Linked DNA regions of Anas platyrhynchos: region 2 is linked to region 1. Evidence: chromatin contacts called from public Hi-C data. All regions are on one chromosome and are shown on one strand. Each heading gives the region's core, a stretch centred on a gene start, on an enhancer-like site or on the middle of the called end of the contact. The rest is flanking DNA. Distances are from core to core; before and after follow the strand shown. Region 1 overlaps PARD3B (par-3 family cell polarity regulator beta). Region 2 has its middle 56 kb from the start of INO80D.

Region 1 (7,391 bases), core at 3,029-5,528:
ACCAGAACTGACAGGAAAGCTCATGACATAAGAAGGTAATTTAAGTACTTTGTAATTTGCACTCCAGTGGGAATGGGTACTACCTCCGTGTGATGGGCCACGGGTTGACACCACACATCTCTGGATTTACAACCATTTTGTGGCAGAAACCATCTGAGTTTTGGCCATCACACACTTCACCTACAGTAAAGAAAGGGCTATGGTGGCCATACAAAAAAAGCAAAAGAAAGTTGCCGGCCAGCAAAAATGATCTGGCCAGCAGCTCATGCAAATCCTGGGAAAATGCGGACCAAGCCATATGGTGAGTGACCTCGTTTGGTGAACCAGATTCCACTTGGTTGATTTACTGTGAAGTGAGTACAGCAGTGGTTCTGTATACATTAAAGAAGCTGCTTCTTTAAACAGAAACATCGCAGGAGGAGAAAGGAAGAATATTCTAGAATATTGCTGAAAAATCCTACCATCTATAGACAGAGCCATAAATATTTAACATGTTTACTGCACTGAATACTTGATGCCATTCAAGAAAATAAAATGGAAGAAAACTATTTTTTAGAAGTATAGATTAGTGCTGTTCCAAAAGTATTATTACTGATTTCAAAGCACTTGACCTACCACATCTGAATCATCATCTCCAAAAAAAAAAACTTTAAACAAAAACAATATTTAGAAAAATCTGTTTGGTTTAACTCCTGCTTAAGGTAAATACAGTATGATAATGAAAATCCAGAAAATTATTCAGAAGCCACAGAAGCTAACCCTGGCTTCTTAGGACACAATCAACAGAAACTTTGAACTTAAACTAGATTGTGTTCTTAATTTTACACAAAAACACTTCCAAATTGCTGTAGCAGTAAACAAACTATAGCCAGTTGTTATTCATTCAGATCAGGAGTGAATAACACTCCTAAATACTCCCAGACCTCAAAAGAGCATTACCATAGAGAAACTGTTCAGATGAAGACAATCTATGTGTCCGGATTCATAAATGCTTTCAGCCAAGAGCTGATGAAACCCAGTTGCACACCATCAAGTATCTGTTTCATAAAATCAGAAGGTTCACAGGTCTGCTGCGAAGTCCAGACCCCACACCTCAATGCCCTGATTCCCAGGCAAACAGCTGGACAGGCATGGTGCACAAAACAGCTTGAATTGCCCAGAGAGCTGTGATATTCACACAAAATTAAAAATAGATAAATGCAGAAAAATCCTGATACTCTGGGTTGTATTTCAAGACCATGTTTCTGTGTCTCTCCTCTCCTTGATTTTTAATGCCCATCACTTGAGTATAATGAGACATTTGCTGCTCAATCGTTGATCTGCTCCTGCTGCTTATTCCTCACCTAGTATCTCTGCCTACCATGGCATCGTAATTAGGGCTGTGGGGGTGATTAGGTTTCCAGTCATTAGAGGCAGGATTACAAGTGGGCACAGCCTGGTGTTTCCCCTTAGGCATGCGGAGATAGGGGAGTGCTGGCTTACGTGGATAGACTCTGCTTTACCCTGCACATGCACAAAGCCTTCCACTGTCCACCACACTGCATTTTGAGTCTTGCCTTGGCTACACTCCAGAGTATGGATTAAGTCAAATTTGTTTTTAAGATCACTAGAGAGGGCCAGAAGTTTCAGGTTCACAGGGAAACCCAGCGAGTTTCGGCTTGTTCCATTGTGAAGGCTGAACGCTGCTCTAATTACGCTGTCAAGATGACGATTGTGAACTCCTAATAAACAGAGACCTGTTTTCATGCAAATTTTGCTAGTAATAAAAAGATAGGAAGAAAAATATGTCAGCAGAATTGTTCCTGTAAGCAAAATGTTTTTCAAATGCTTTCATGAGTTGTCAGCAGCTCTAACTAGAAGCAGTTACCGGGGCGAAGCACTGCAGCAGCAGCTGAAAGTTCTCAGTCAGACCTTCTACGTCAGCTGCTGCAGCGGGAAGCACGAGGTGGCAGCTAGGAACAGCCACAAGGCCCGCGTGCCAGCACTGACACAGGAGCAGCACTCACGCATGACTGCCTTTAATCCCATTAAACCGCCTAAATTCTGCGCAGGGTGGTGATGGAGCATTTACCAAACCATCCGGAGAGCACGCATGCCTTCCTCCTGCACCAGCCCCACACCTCCGTGCCCCTGACTTGGCCATGCGCGGCAGCTCCGGATGCAGCCCAGGGGAGCACGGCTGTTCTCGGAGGGCCACCAGGGGCAAGGCTGCTGCAGGAGTCCCATCAGAACGCTGCTGAATTATCCTTCCCAGCCCACAAGCAAAAAAATAACAATAAAGTCAGATGAGACTGGCACAGCATCAGAAAGAAGTAAAATAACTAGGCTCTTAGTTTTCACTTTCTAATGTAACTGGTGGTGTCTAAAACAAAACACAGTATTGCAGAGACTGATGTAATGATAATGCAGTGACAACTTTGCTTTTACCCACAATTAATAACAAACTCTCCTAATTTAGCAAAGACCTTTTCAAAACATTACGCTACGGATCAGTATGTCAAACCCAGCGAGCCTGCAAGTCTCAGGGCTCCTGAATGCTCTATAAGATGGCAGTAAAGAAGGCATTTACCTACTGCACAGGGGTGCTGTGACAATTAATTAATGTTTGTAAAGTGCGCTGAAGCTGAAAATTACTAGATACCATGCTAAATATTAATTACCACGACTACAACATAGTACTGAAATTGTCACGGTGCTCTCGTTGTAAACTCCTCTCACTGAGCAAGCAGAAAAAAGTTCTCAGCACCCCGCTGAGGTTATCACCTTCTCTACAGCCAGACACAAACACGTATGCAGAGCTCCACACGTGTGGCACTTGTAGCCATGCTGTTGTGTATTGTTTTGGGCACACTCATTGCACAAGTGCGCACAGCACACTAGGTTCATTTCTGACAGCAATGACAAGGACAGCCTGTGCATACAAACCATCTGGCCACAGACCCTCATCTGTGTGCTGCTGCAAGCCACCAGCCACTTCAAAAGAGCCCAAAAGCAGTTTTAAGGAGCGTCCAATGGTTATTGTCCCCTACACATGGCACAGCAGCCACTCACTGGTAGTTCTGGATCTCCTCACACTGGTGAGGTACCTCCAACTTTTTAGAGGCACTTAGCTGGCAGTTCAAACCCAGCACAAACTGCTTTATGTCAGTTTCACAGCTTCGTCTTTTCCTTTAGTGACATACCTGCCTCTAAAAAGGACTAAAACAAATACAACAAGTTAAACAGATAGAGAAATTTGTATTGTCAGAGCAGACAACACATTAGAGAAAAGCAGCAAGAGATGCAATTCATGCAGAAATACAGATTCCATGAAAGCGGTGTTATTTTGCAGTCATCTTTTTGGACCATTTGAAACAAAATGATTTCAAGGGGAAGAATAGGAACAGCCCCATTCTGTAGCTGGCACGTGCGTGCATGGGGAATGCAGATGAGGATACTTGACAAATTTGAAAATTCTAATCAATCACATCCATCTAATTATGTCTCTCTCACTGAAGGAAACACCACAACCTGTTTGCTCTCGGCCAACCACAGGCATATGTATGATCAATAACTTGAATGATATGAGGTCAACTCATTCAGCAAAGATACTTCCAGTAAGGTTCAAAGAACCACTTAACTATTCTTGTTAAATAAGTGAACAGCCTATTTTGCTTCCAGCTCAGTCACTGGTTTTTGTATTTTTATTTTTTTATTTTTTAAATAGGAAGAAGATAATAAAACATTAATTGAATGTGTCAGAAGAAGGATGTCACAAGAAGCATATCAATATAGAGAGACATTGCAGCACATGTGCTTTAAAATAATTGCAGGATGCTGGCTCTGCTCCCAAGTAATTATTACATCAGTTATCCTATTCCCTACAGAGTTATGCAAATTTATTTATTTATTTTAAAGATAACCTGCCCTTGGGAAAGTAATTGGTGTGCAGCTAAACATCAGCCGTAGGTTTCTGAAAATAACAATGAGTTTCACTCGATTGCTTTTAAAACATGCGTTTTGCTGTCTTCCATAAACGCGTGGAGCGCTTCAGCAGCTACTCAGAGGAGACAGAAGCAAAGAAGATCCAACTTTACTGACATCCTATAGCTACATTAAACACTTAAAATCTCCTTTAAGTCACTGTCCTACAGGAACACACCAGCCTTCATTTTTACACCATTCTGAATGCCCTGCACTAAAGCAGGAGAACATTCACAAGAAAAAAAAAATCTCAGCTGGAAGCTATACAGCAAGACAAGGCAGCTAGTAGTCTGGTGAAGGGAGGTAATAGCCCACACCCTTCCTTTTTACACAGAGAAGAATTTATCTCCAGCTGGGATTTCTACTGCATATAAGAAGTGTTACACAATCACTACATCTTTTCCTATTAAGGCAAAGAAAACGCTGTGCAGTTTAACTGATTATTGTGAGCACACAGGCTTGTCACTCCCTCTGCAAACCAAAATCCCTGCTCAACATCAGTACGTGTCCAATTAGACATGCACTGTGCCTGCCTTTGCATATGGCTGGCGAGGATCCTTCTCAAAGTCATCTGGTACTGGCAACCAAGAAGCCCAGCGAGAGCCACGCCGAAGGGCCCAAGCTCCCAGCCTTACGACATGCAGCAGCCTCTAGGCAGGTTGCTAGTACTCCATCTCCCAAAAATTAGTAAGAAAAGCTGGTCAGCACACAAAAACCCAGATTATCTGTAGAGCATTATAGTCCCATCAGGATTTCGTTAACGAGAGCCTATGTGCACATGTGGGTACCTGCTGGAGAGTTTTCAGCCTTCTGACAAGCCCGTGATCCTTTTTCTGGAGTGTGAAAGAGACACAGCACTGCAAGAAAAAAAACATTACCTACCTATGACAACTCTGTTGATCCATTCCAAGCGATCTCTGTTCACTTGCCTCTCATGAATACCCTTATAAAAGATGAATTTAACCAAACTAAAACCAGAACAAAATTTTTATGCTTCTAGATAATACTGTTACTAAAAAGGGATCGCACTGCAAGCATCCAAATACCAGAAGCTCAAGCCCAGTAGTCAAAAGTATGGCGTAAGATTTGATATTTAAAAAAACATATGCAATTTAAAAAGTTCTTATTTTTAAATTTTAGGGTGTTTCATCATCAAAGATAGGAAGTCTTCAGGATTCCCACCCAGTTCCTCCCTCCCACAGAAAAGTGTCACAAGAGACAGAAGGAAGTTTTTAACTCAAGGAGTTGCCAGCTCCCAGAACACATTAGTACATATCTCACGATAATTGATGTTATCTTCAAACTGCAGCTGTGGGACATATACTAGGAGATGACATTTCCAGCTTTGATTTGAAGGAAGTTTGTCACATTTTTGGATTCTGTAGAAATGCTTCCAATCCTGAGAGTGCAGCCCATCAACCAGCAAAATTACAAAGCAAGTAAGGACACTTATTTTTCCTTTTTTAAGTATCATTTAAAACCAAGTAAGTCTCATGACCAAGGGAGGGATTCATCACTGAAACCAGAGAACTTCGGTAGGAGTAGATCACGGAACATTTCATGAGGATGGGAGTTGAAACAGAAACGACCATGTACCCACACATGCGCTAGAAAGACTTGCAGCTTTTTTCAGCTCCATAAGAAATACACAGTACAAATAATCACAACCAAAATCAAGCTTGACAGTAGGAGCATACAAAGTAAAAGCTACCTACTAATAAAGTATCATTAACTCTTCCTTTGAGCATCTTCCCTGCTCCAGACAGGGCATTATCACTACATTAATGCAGGAGTACTTATGCAGTACTAAACCACTTTGCTGATCATCTATTTTTATCTCTTTTCTATTATTTCTCTTTCATAATGGAAACAAATAGCCAACGAACAAATTCCAGTTTTCATATTTTCTAGTCCTATTATTTAAAGAAAAACAAGATCAAACACCTCATTTAAATGATACGTTGCATTTCCTTCATCAATACATATTAAAAGACCCACTACTCACTCATAGCAGCATTCTGCACACGTACACTGCCCTACCCCGAAGTCCCCATCAGTATTTCAATCTTTTTGCTTTTTCAGACAATGCAGCAGCCAGCTGTGCTCCTCTAAGATGTCTTGGAAAGCAATCTGACATTGTATCACAAATTTCACTCCAGTGTGCATGAAGCCAGCTTGCAAGAAACTGAAACTTCAGAACACATGGACGGAATAATCACGAGTGTATGAAAACCTACGCTTAATGTTTCTTCTCTCTGAGATAAGTGCCATTTAGGATATCGCTGAAGAAGTGGGGATATATAGCTTTACATAGTCTTCATCTCTTTGTGGCCAAGCACACATCTGCCTCAGTTATGCTGCCTGAAAACAGAGCAGCTGGGGCTTCCGTCTTGCATGCAGTTGCTGCCACCCCAGAGGCTGGTGCTATGCCAGTGCCCTGCTTCCCACATCTGCCCTCAGCAACAACATCGCTGAGTGGCAGCTTAGCATCTCTAAGCTAGCTAAAGCGGACTATACAGCAATGAATCATTCAGCAACTGGGAAAAAAAAAAATAATGCAAGCACAAGAACTCTGCTTTACTATTTGAAAACAGAAACAAAACCAGGAAACATCATTATGGTGTGGATGACAAGTAAATAAGTAGAGCCCCATGGGCCTATTAAGGTAGCTTTTATACTTGAGAATTTTAACAATAGGAAGCTATGCAAAAACAACGTGAGAGAAATTCTGGAAAACTTTTGCCTCAACTAGATTGGGGATTCCCTTCAACATTCAGTGTAACTGAAAGTTGAGGTAATTTAGTTTGTAACCTCTCTTTTAAGCGCAGACAGAAGCCTGTTCATCCTAACTGTGAGGCCCAACAGAAGAGCCTGAGGAAAAAATCCAACGACACTGAAGCCCACTACAACCTAGTAAGCAATCACTTGTCAAAGCCTCTTTACTGTAGAGCTATACCTTTGCAACTTCTGATGACAAACTCCGCAGCTCCAATTATCTGTACTGGTCTGTATGTATTCTCTTTCCTAAACAACATATGAAGAAATTCTATTCAAATTTGCTTTTTTTTTTTTTTTTTTTTGCCATTTTTAACTTAAGAGAATGTCGTTTTGTAGCATTACTAAATACCACTTCCTCTTCTTTTTTCTTTACAAACAACTGAATTGTAATTGCTGGTACAGAGAAAATTGCAGGAGTAGAGGTTTACAGCATGCACTCTTACACCCAGAGGTGAACACGGCATGAACACAAGACAGAGTCAGCACCCACCAATTACAGCTTTCTACTCAGATGAGAGTGCTCATTTATACAGGAAAAAGTACTATAGTGCTTTATTCTTTTTTAAACACTCAGCCCATCTCGTATTTCTTTGATAAGAACTTCCTTATAATACCTCTCCTATGACAGGATGGCATCACAGAACCACCTT
Region 2 (7,391 bases), core at 2,703-5,202, 430 kb before region 1:
CTTGCTTGGTCCTGCCTTTGGTTGCTCCTTTGTTGCTGCTTTTTCAGCCAGCCTCCAAACCCGCAGGTGCACTCTCCTGTTGACAACTCTTTTGCCTGCAGTTAAAACCAGACTGTGGAGAAAATTGACGGCACCTGCAAATTACGTGCACTTAGATACCGTGCGGCTTCATTTGCAAGTACAATCGGGTATTTGGGAGCGCAGGCCTGTGCCCTCATGCATGTGCGTATCGTAAGCACACCAGCAGCTGCAATCTGCTCAGCAGACATGCTGGCCGTGGACATCAGGCACACCGTGCAAACACCTGGCGTCCTGGTCTCAGCTGAAAAAGCAGCTCTTGCTCTCACCCTGCCCTCCAGTGGCTTTGTGAGCAGCTTTCTGTGCTCCCCTTCTTGCTAAGGACCTGGGGGGTCCCCACGCACCCCTCAGAGATGGGCAGCGACCACAACCATGTCCTGGGGATGCCTGGATCCAGCTGACTCACCAATGGAAGCAGCAAGCCAAGGTCTCTGCCTCACTGGAGGTCTGTGTGCTGGTGGTGCCCTTCCCAGCTACAGGTGCTGTGTGTGGCTGCGGCTCTGTAACGCGACATGTGTGGCAGTGAGAGCACTGCGAGACCACGGCACTGTCTCGGCTGTGGACGAGGCCCTTGTTAGCGCTTTTTCAGCCATCCACCATATGAGAAGACTCTGGCTTAATCTCAGCTCAACTGGAAAAATGCCGATGACTGAAAATGTCATCAGCTGCCTGTGGGCCAGGCTGGCCCTGAGCTGATAAGGAGCAACGTGGAATAGAAATGTCAACACAAAACTGGAGAAACACAGAGGCTGGTTGCATTTCTTCTCCATCCTACAGCAAGGTGGGTTTCTCTGCCGTCAGACCTTCCAGCAGCTGGACCTTCCCTGAGATCCAAGAGAGAAACACTGTTCTCTTGTAGGGAGGGAAAAAGGGGCTGATCTCGTGGCTGGAGAGAAAAAACCCAAACTCTCGCCCCAGGGTAAGGCTTAGGGTAAGTAAACACAAGTCTCATTATTTTCTTTAACTTTTAGGACCAATCTCATCAATGTTCTAGGTTGGAACCTTGTTTTTGAAGCTCTGGATAGAGGAAGGAGCCAGACCGTGGATCAGATGGTGGGAGAAGGAGACAGAATCACAGAATCACAGAATCATCTAGGTTGGAAGAGACCTCCAAGATCACCGAGTCCAACCTCTGACCTAACACTAACAAGTCCTCCACTAAACCATATCCCTAAGCTCTACATCTAAACTTATTTTAAAGACCTCCAGGGATGGTGACTGTGTCCAAGACGCGGCCCTGAAGGAGACCCGACCCACCCATTAGCAGCCACCTGGAGCGTGGAGCAGTGCCTGGGCAGCTCCTCTCGCCCTTTGGGGTAAATGCAAAGTGTGCACTCAGGACCCCATAGGAACAGCAAATAGTGTGGCCCTCGGGATGCAGTGCTGGCAGAAGTAACTGGCCTTCCTTTTCTGAAGGGAGGGATTTGTTAATTCTCCATGGGCAATGGGGTGCAAAGCCCAAACCTTGCCGTTTCCAGAGCAGAACGGTGCCTGAATACCCCACCTGCGCCTTGAATCCGTGTGCTTCCCTTCTCCTGGCATACAGAGAAAACAAAACACAGGCAAGATGTGGGAACCGCACCTGCACAGCCACCAGGTCCCGAGCAACCCGCGGCGGTGCCGGGAGGAGCTGCCCGGGGTGGGCATCGGGGAGGGGGTCAGCGGCGGGGCCGGCCCCGCTAGGGGGAGCTCGGGGCTCACGGGAGACGGGGCTGGGGGACACGGGGCTGGGGGACAGGGCTGGGGGGACAGGGAAATGGGGGCACACAGAGCTGGGGGACACGGGGATGGGGGACACGGAGAGGGCTGTGCAGAGCCGAGGGGCGAGCAGGGCTGCTGCGAGGGCGCCAGGTGCAGAGGTGCGGGAGGAAAGGCAGGGGAAAGGAGGGGGGCTTAGCTAGAGCTCTTGGTTTCTGAATGGGTAATTTAATCAGTGGCATTAAGTCCTCCCAATTATTTCTTGCCGTGGGTACTGCCTATTTATTAATTTTCTTCATATAAATCCATCAAGCTGTTGTCACACAGCAAGTAAACAAAAGCACCCCAGAGTTTTGATGGGACTGCATAAAAGCAAGCAGAGAGGTTAATTACCGCTGTTAATTATTTGCTTTGCAGACTCGGTTGCACACAGCGCTGCCTGGTGCCGGCTGGCGTGGGGGTAACGGTGGTGGCGAGAGGCAGAGACCAGGGCCGGAGGAGCAAAGTTTGGCCTTTAGCCTGTCCGTGCTGGACCAAGGTGGTTTCTGGAGACCTCTGAACACCAGTGATATGACCAGGAGCCGCTTCCTGACCCAGCAGTGTGATTTACTTCATCAGCCCCAGCTTCCTGCCTCATCACAGTGCCGCTGGCAGCCCCGCCGCAGAGGCAGTGAGGGGAGGCAGCCAAAGGGAGGCTGCTGCAGGGAGCAGAAGGTTCAGAGCCTGGAAAACTGTCCCTGGAGGGAGTTGTGAAGGAAGTTTAAACTAATTTAGTGTAACAAAGGAAAGGTTAGGAGGCGGCTTGATCATCATCTCGAAATACTTATTTAGGAGTGAGATTTATGGGGGCGGAGGGCTGTTTAATTTGGAGGACAAAGGCATAACAACACACAATGCCTGAAAGCTGAAGACAGGCAAAAAAAGTGACATCTCCCTTGTTACTGCTTAAGGTTATCTGCTAATGTATTCAGGGACTGTAGAGTCTGCATCCTTCAATATCTTTACATCCAGATTGAAAATCTTCCTAAAAGACATGCCCAGCGTCAGGCAGAAATTATGGACTCATGATTCTGTGGCCTGGTTCTTGTAGGAGTTCATATTAAATGATTTTATTTGATCCTTTGGCCTGAAGATCTATACATCTACGTGCAGTAGCTAGCAGCTGCCACAAAACCTGCTAATTCCATCTGACAGTTTGTAGATGACAGTGATATATTTTGTGTCCATCTCACCCCAAAATGCTGCCCCACTGGGACTGCTCTATTATCGCACACATCAGGGTGCCCCTTTTCCCCTGAATGCATTTCCGTGGTGCACCATTTCTCCAGTTGTCTGCCCAGGGATGCATGAGGACTTGCTGCTGCACTGTTTGATGAAAACGTGTTCTGTGGTCTGGGCTCTGCTGCTTGCTGAGGGCTCTTGCAGTATACAGCATCACCCGCAGAGGCTCTGCTTGTGCTGTTCTCTGGCTACTCCTAAATGTGACCATCACTGAAACAGTAGGAGCCAATACCTGCTCGTCTAGAAAACTTTACAGTCCAGGAGAGGGAGTCCTCTCTTGCCCCCAGGAAATATTCAGGTTTCTGATGCTCATGTCCAAATTTGCCTGATGGGGGCATGCCCCTAAAGCTCTTGGCTGCCAAGTTCTCCTCATTTAAAGTTGCTTCAGGGCTTGAAGTTCCTCTCCTTGGAGTCCTGGAGTTGCTAAGCTGAGTGCTGTGCTAATGCTGGGCTTTGCATTTGATATTTCTTGCCTTTTTATATTCCTCACTATGCTCTGTTGCCCAACCACGCGGTAGTTCCCCGACTGATGTACTTCAGCTGAGCTCTGCTGCCTCGTTCCTCTGTGAGTGCCCCAGCCCACAAACCCAGCTCCTGAGGCTGACCCCGCAGCCGCCTCACACACCCTGCGGTTCTGCTGGGACAGTGTGGTTTAGCCAGGGACATCAGCAAAAGGGCTCTGGTGGAGCTGTGCTCTTGTCATCTCAGCCTGGGGCCCGGGTCTCGTATCTCCCAGCCGCTGGTGGTGAGGTGTTGCTGTCTGTCAGCCCCGCGGTGCTCTGGCACGGAGCGTGTGCCCCGCAAGCCATAGGTAAGAAGATGGCGTCCCTGCGCTAGGCCCTTGGCTGCAGCAGGCTTCCTCGCGGATTCAGGCTTCCAGCATGACTCAGGGTATTGCAGCGTATCCTTAAGATAACATCTTTTGCTTGCCAACACGTAGGCTGCCTGCCAAAGGTGGGGGAGGAGATCTGTTGTGAGTCTTTCGTATGTGCTCATAGTAAATAGATCCGCGCCAAGCTGATTGCACTCGCCTTCCTGTCTCTGTGAGGAACTGAAGGAAGGGAAGAAGCTGTCCCCTGTGGGCTGCCCCCGGCCACTGCCCCACCGCTTGGCTGCCCCTGCCTGCAGCCAGCACAGCACGCACACACGAAGTAATGGGGAGTGGGGTTACCTCAGACCGCAAGACCCCAGGACAGCGTTGGCTTTCCATCTACTGCCTCGCTGCCAGACCATTAACTTCTCCATGTTAAACTCTTGGTACAATGGCCGTATTTTGAAGGCTGCCAGCTGAGCCAACTGTGCTTAGGACAATCATTTCCAGCTGTTCTCTGACAAGATGCTTTCTCAAATGATTTGAAAAAAAAAAATATCAAAGTTGTAAGCACATCCGTGGCAGCCTTTATCTCTGGCAGCAGGGAAAATGAGCGTGGAGGCCATGAGGTGTTTTCTGAAATGGGAGTCTTCTGCTGGTGGTGGGAAGCACAGCCCTGCCTGTGGTGCTGGCTGACATGTCTGGTGCTGGCCTTCTGCAGCTGGGTGAGAAGAGCAGCCCAAAACCCGCCCGGTGAGGCTGTTACCCCAAACCAGCTGTGGGATCTCTTTACACACACCATCTGAGTGTGCTGATGCAGCATCAGGCTGACCCAGTAAGGAGATCTGTTGTGTCAATGAAGGGTTTTTGCTCACACACTTCTCTTTTTCTATGAGTCCTTCCCAGGCTGCAGGATCAGTCCGCCATCACCTCCCATCCCTGCTGGCAGAGGAGGTAACACCAGTTTCTGCCTTGGTGGGAGAAAGCAGCAGCTTTTCCACACAGTGGAGCCACAGGCTGTGCATTGCTGCTGAATGAGCAGGCTAAATTGGTGGCCAGTATAAAAACAAACAAACAAAAAACAACCAACCACCAACAACAAGGGAATAGCAATGAGATTACAGCAGTTTACTTCAGCTGGGGCTCTGTCCCCTCTGTGTCTCTAGGAAAGCTCGGTGAGGTCCAGCAGCTTGCGAAGGAGCTGTGAGGAGTCCTGCCTGCTGCTGGCGCGCCGCTGCGGGAGATGCTGGCAGGCAGGCGAGGCTCTCTGCAGCAACACATTTCTAAATTATTGTGCCAGCAGAAGACAAACACAAGGATTTGGACTTGGTAATACTGAAGAAAATATATGAAGCAATATATTTCTTCATGACTGGCCAGAACACTAAAGGGAAATGCATGGGGGAGCTGGAAGGGGCTCCTTCCTCTGCTCCCCACGTGGGTGGGATGCAGGGCTGCTGGCTGTGGTGTTTGGGATGGGTGTGCAGCTTGGGCACACCTCGCTGTCTGTCTGGGGCCACCCTTCTCCTGCCACCGTGCTGTGGCCACACGCTGGTGGTCACGGGCAGGGACGTGCAGCCTGGCCCCAAGCCGCCAGCAGCTGCAGCAGTAGCAGCGCATTCACACAGGGCATGAGGGAGCTGCCAGCCTTTTCGCAGTGATTCACCCTCCGCTAATGATTTGCTGTGCTATCGGGCGACGCTGAGCACTGCGATATTGCTGCTTATCGTGGCCCAACACACAGGCCGGGAAGCAGTAAGGACTTACTCAGCTGATGCGCAAGGAGCTCAGGGCGCTGTGCTGGCCGACGGCCTCGAGGGCTTGCCGCAGCGTGGCAGCCTCGCCTAGCAGAAGTCGAGTTTCTGGAGAGTAATTTAATGAAGGGTTTGTCATATTTCCGATTACTGGAAAAAGCCTTGATTCCTCTTTGCTGTGTGGTACAGAGACCACCCTTCATTCTGCTAGGCCACAGCGGGGAGTTCAGCTCTGCTCTGCACCCAGACGTCCTTGCCCCTCATGCAGCTGAGGCTGAAGGAGCGGGGCTGGGTGCCACACGGGAGTGGGGTGGGGTGGGAGGGGGCTGTGGAAGGACAGGGCAGCAAGGATCAATTCCCCTGGCTGCTTGCTGGGGGAGTCCGTGTAGCGACTCTGCCAATGATGCTACGTGTGGGATCTGGTCCCTGGCTGGTTCAGTGGCATTAAGAGAATTGCTTTGGCCTAGTGAACAGGGATAAGAGTATTTCAGCCTCCTCCCTGGAAAGTGATGGTGGGGCACCAAGTGTGCAGCCAACTTCAGGTCTAGTCACTTGCCAAGTGAATGCAAATGACAGGTTGTTTTTGTTTAATGGAGCCCATGGTGTCTTGTCCAAAGCTGCTGTCTCTTTCTCTTGGATTTTTTTTTTTCCTCCTTTCTGAATCAGACCTTACAATCAGAGTTTTTTTTTTTTTTTAAGAAACAGAAAGGGTTCTCAAAGCAGGCTGTCAAACTTTAGCTACAGACACATCACCTTTCAAATAAAATGGCCATGGCTGTTCAATAGTGGTTACTCTTTGCATGGCCTTTTTTGCTTAAAGAGCTAAAGGAGGTCTTTTTTTCTATATTTTTTTTCTATTTTTTTCTTTTATTTTCCACAGAATCAGGGCTCTTTCCTAATTAAGTTTTTAGTTGACAGGAAGAGCAGGTTTCTGCTTTGTTTCGCCAAGTGTTTTGATGTATGAACAGAGACGTCGAGCAGGGCGTGTGTTTGCAAAAGCGGCTGATGGGAAAGATCAAAACTGATTTGTTATGTTTTCAGAGAAAGGGGCTCTGCATCACAAAACAGAGCGGGGAGTGACTGAAGGTCCTAGTCCCCAGCAGTATTTTGGAGCTGAAAACAAGGCAGCAAGCTGATGACCAAATTCCTGTTGACTTTGCAGACACCACAATTTTCTACCAGGTGTCTATTACATCCCGGTCTTACCCTGTCCCTGCCCCTGACGTGCCCGGGTCTGTCTAACCCAGCACTGTACTTCCCTTTGTGCTTCTGTTCCCCTTGGCTGGGAAACCAGGGGCTGCTGAGGGCTTTGGGAATGGGCTTTGCTGGGAGCGATGCTAGAGAGGTCTTCAAGCATTTGCAAGCAAGCTGCCAAATCATGTTGACAATAGGCCTGCAAAGCCTTCTTTTGGCTGGAATGAGGCTTGGAAAATGTATTTCCCAAGTGGGAACTTTACTAGTGATGAATCCCTTATTGATGTGGTCAGAGGACATGGCAAACACATGACCCATTACCATGCTCCATCAGCCTGGATCCTTCTAAAATACTTATTTAACCCTCTCTGACACCACCCACAAGCTTCTGCTGCTGAGCAGCGAGGCAGCCAGCATCGTGGCGCAAAATCCCAAATCCCTGTGGGCAGGGGCAGATGGGATATGCCTGGAGGAGAGCTGGGAAAGCAGTGGTGGAGAGCATGGGAACAGGGCAAGGAGCCTCCTGCGCTGTCCCGCAGAGAGCCGAGGGCAGCTGCTCGGCGCGAGGCTGCGCC

What was found. A called contact is a pair of places that touch in the nucleus more often than the background predicts.
Region 2: a contact with region 1 is called in a Hi-C map of subcutaneous adipose tissue, with 3 times the contacts expected there. The contact joins two enhancer-like sites. A contact is called at or near these places in 2 of 8 Hi-C or Micro-C datasets (skeletal muscle and subcutaneous adipose tissue).

The regions. Positions count from the first base shown.
Region 1 is chr7:26,706,613-26,714,003 of IASCAAS_PekinDuck_T2T, reverse strand. It overlaps PARD3B (par-3 family cell polarity regulator beta), which reads right to left. Exons shown (of 23, transcript XM_072041064.1): 3 at 4,752-4,820. Among named protein-coding and RNA genes, the nearest start is that of PARD3B, 82 kb to the right of the region's middle. Within about 2 kb of position 4,278, at least 1 of the 8 cell types and tissues checked has an H3K27ac peak or open chromatin away from gene starts, as enhancers often do. A contact at or near this core is called in subcutaneous adipose tissue, where this site is marked.
Region 2 is chr7:27,139,987-27,147,377 of IASCAAS_PekinDuck_T2T, reverse strand. No RefSeq gene overlaps it. Among named protein-coding and RNA genes, the nearest start is that of INO80D, 56 kb to the left of the region's middle. Within about 2 kb of position 3,952, at least 5 of the 8 cell types and tissues checked have an H3K27ac peak or open chromatin away from gene starts, as enhancers often do. A contact at or near this core is called in subcutaneous adipose tissue, where this site is marked.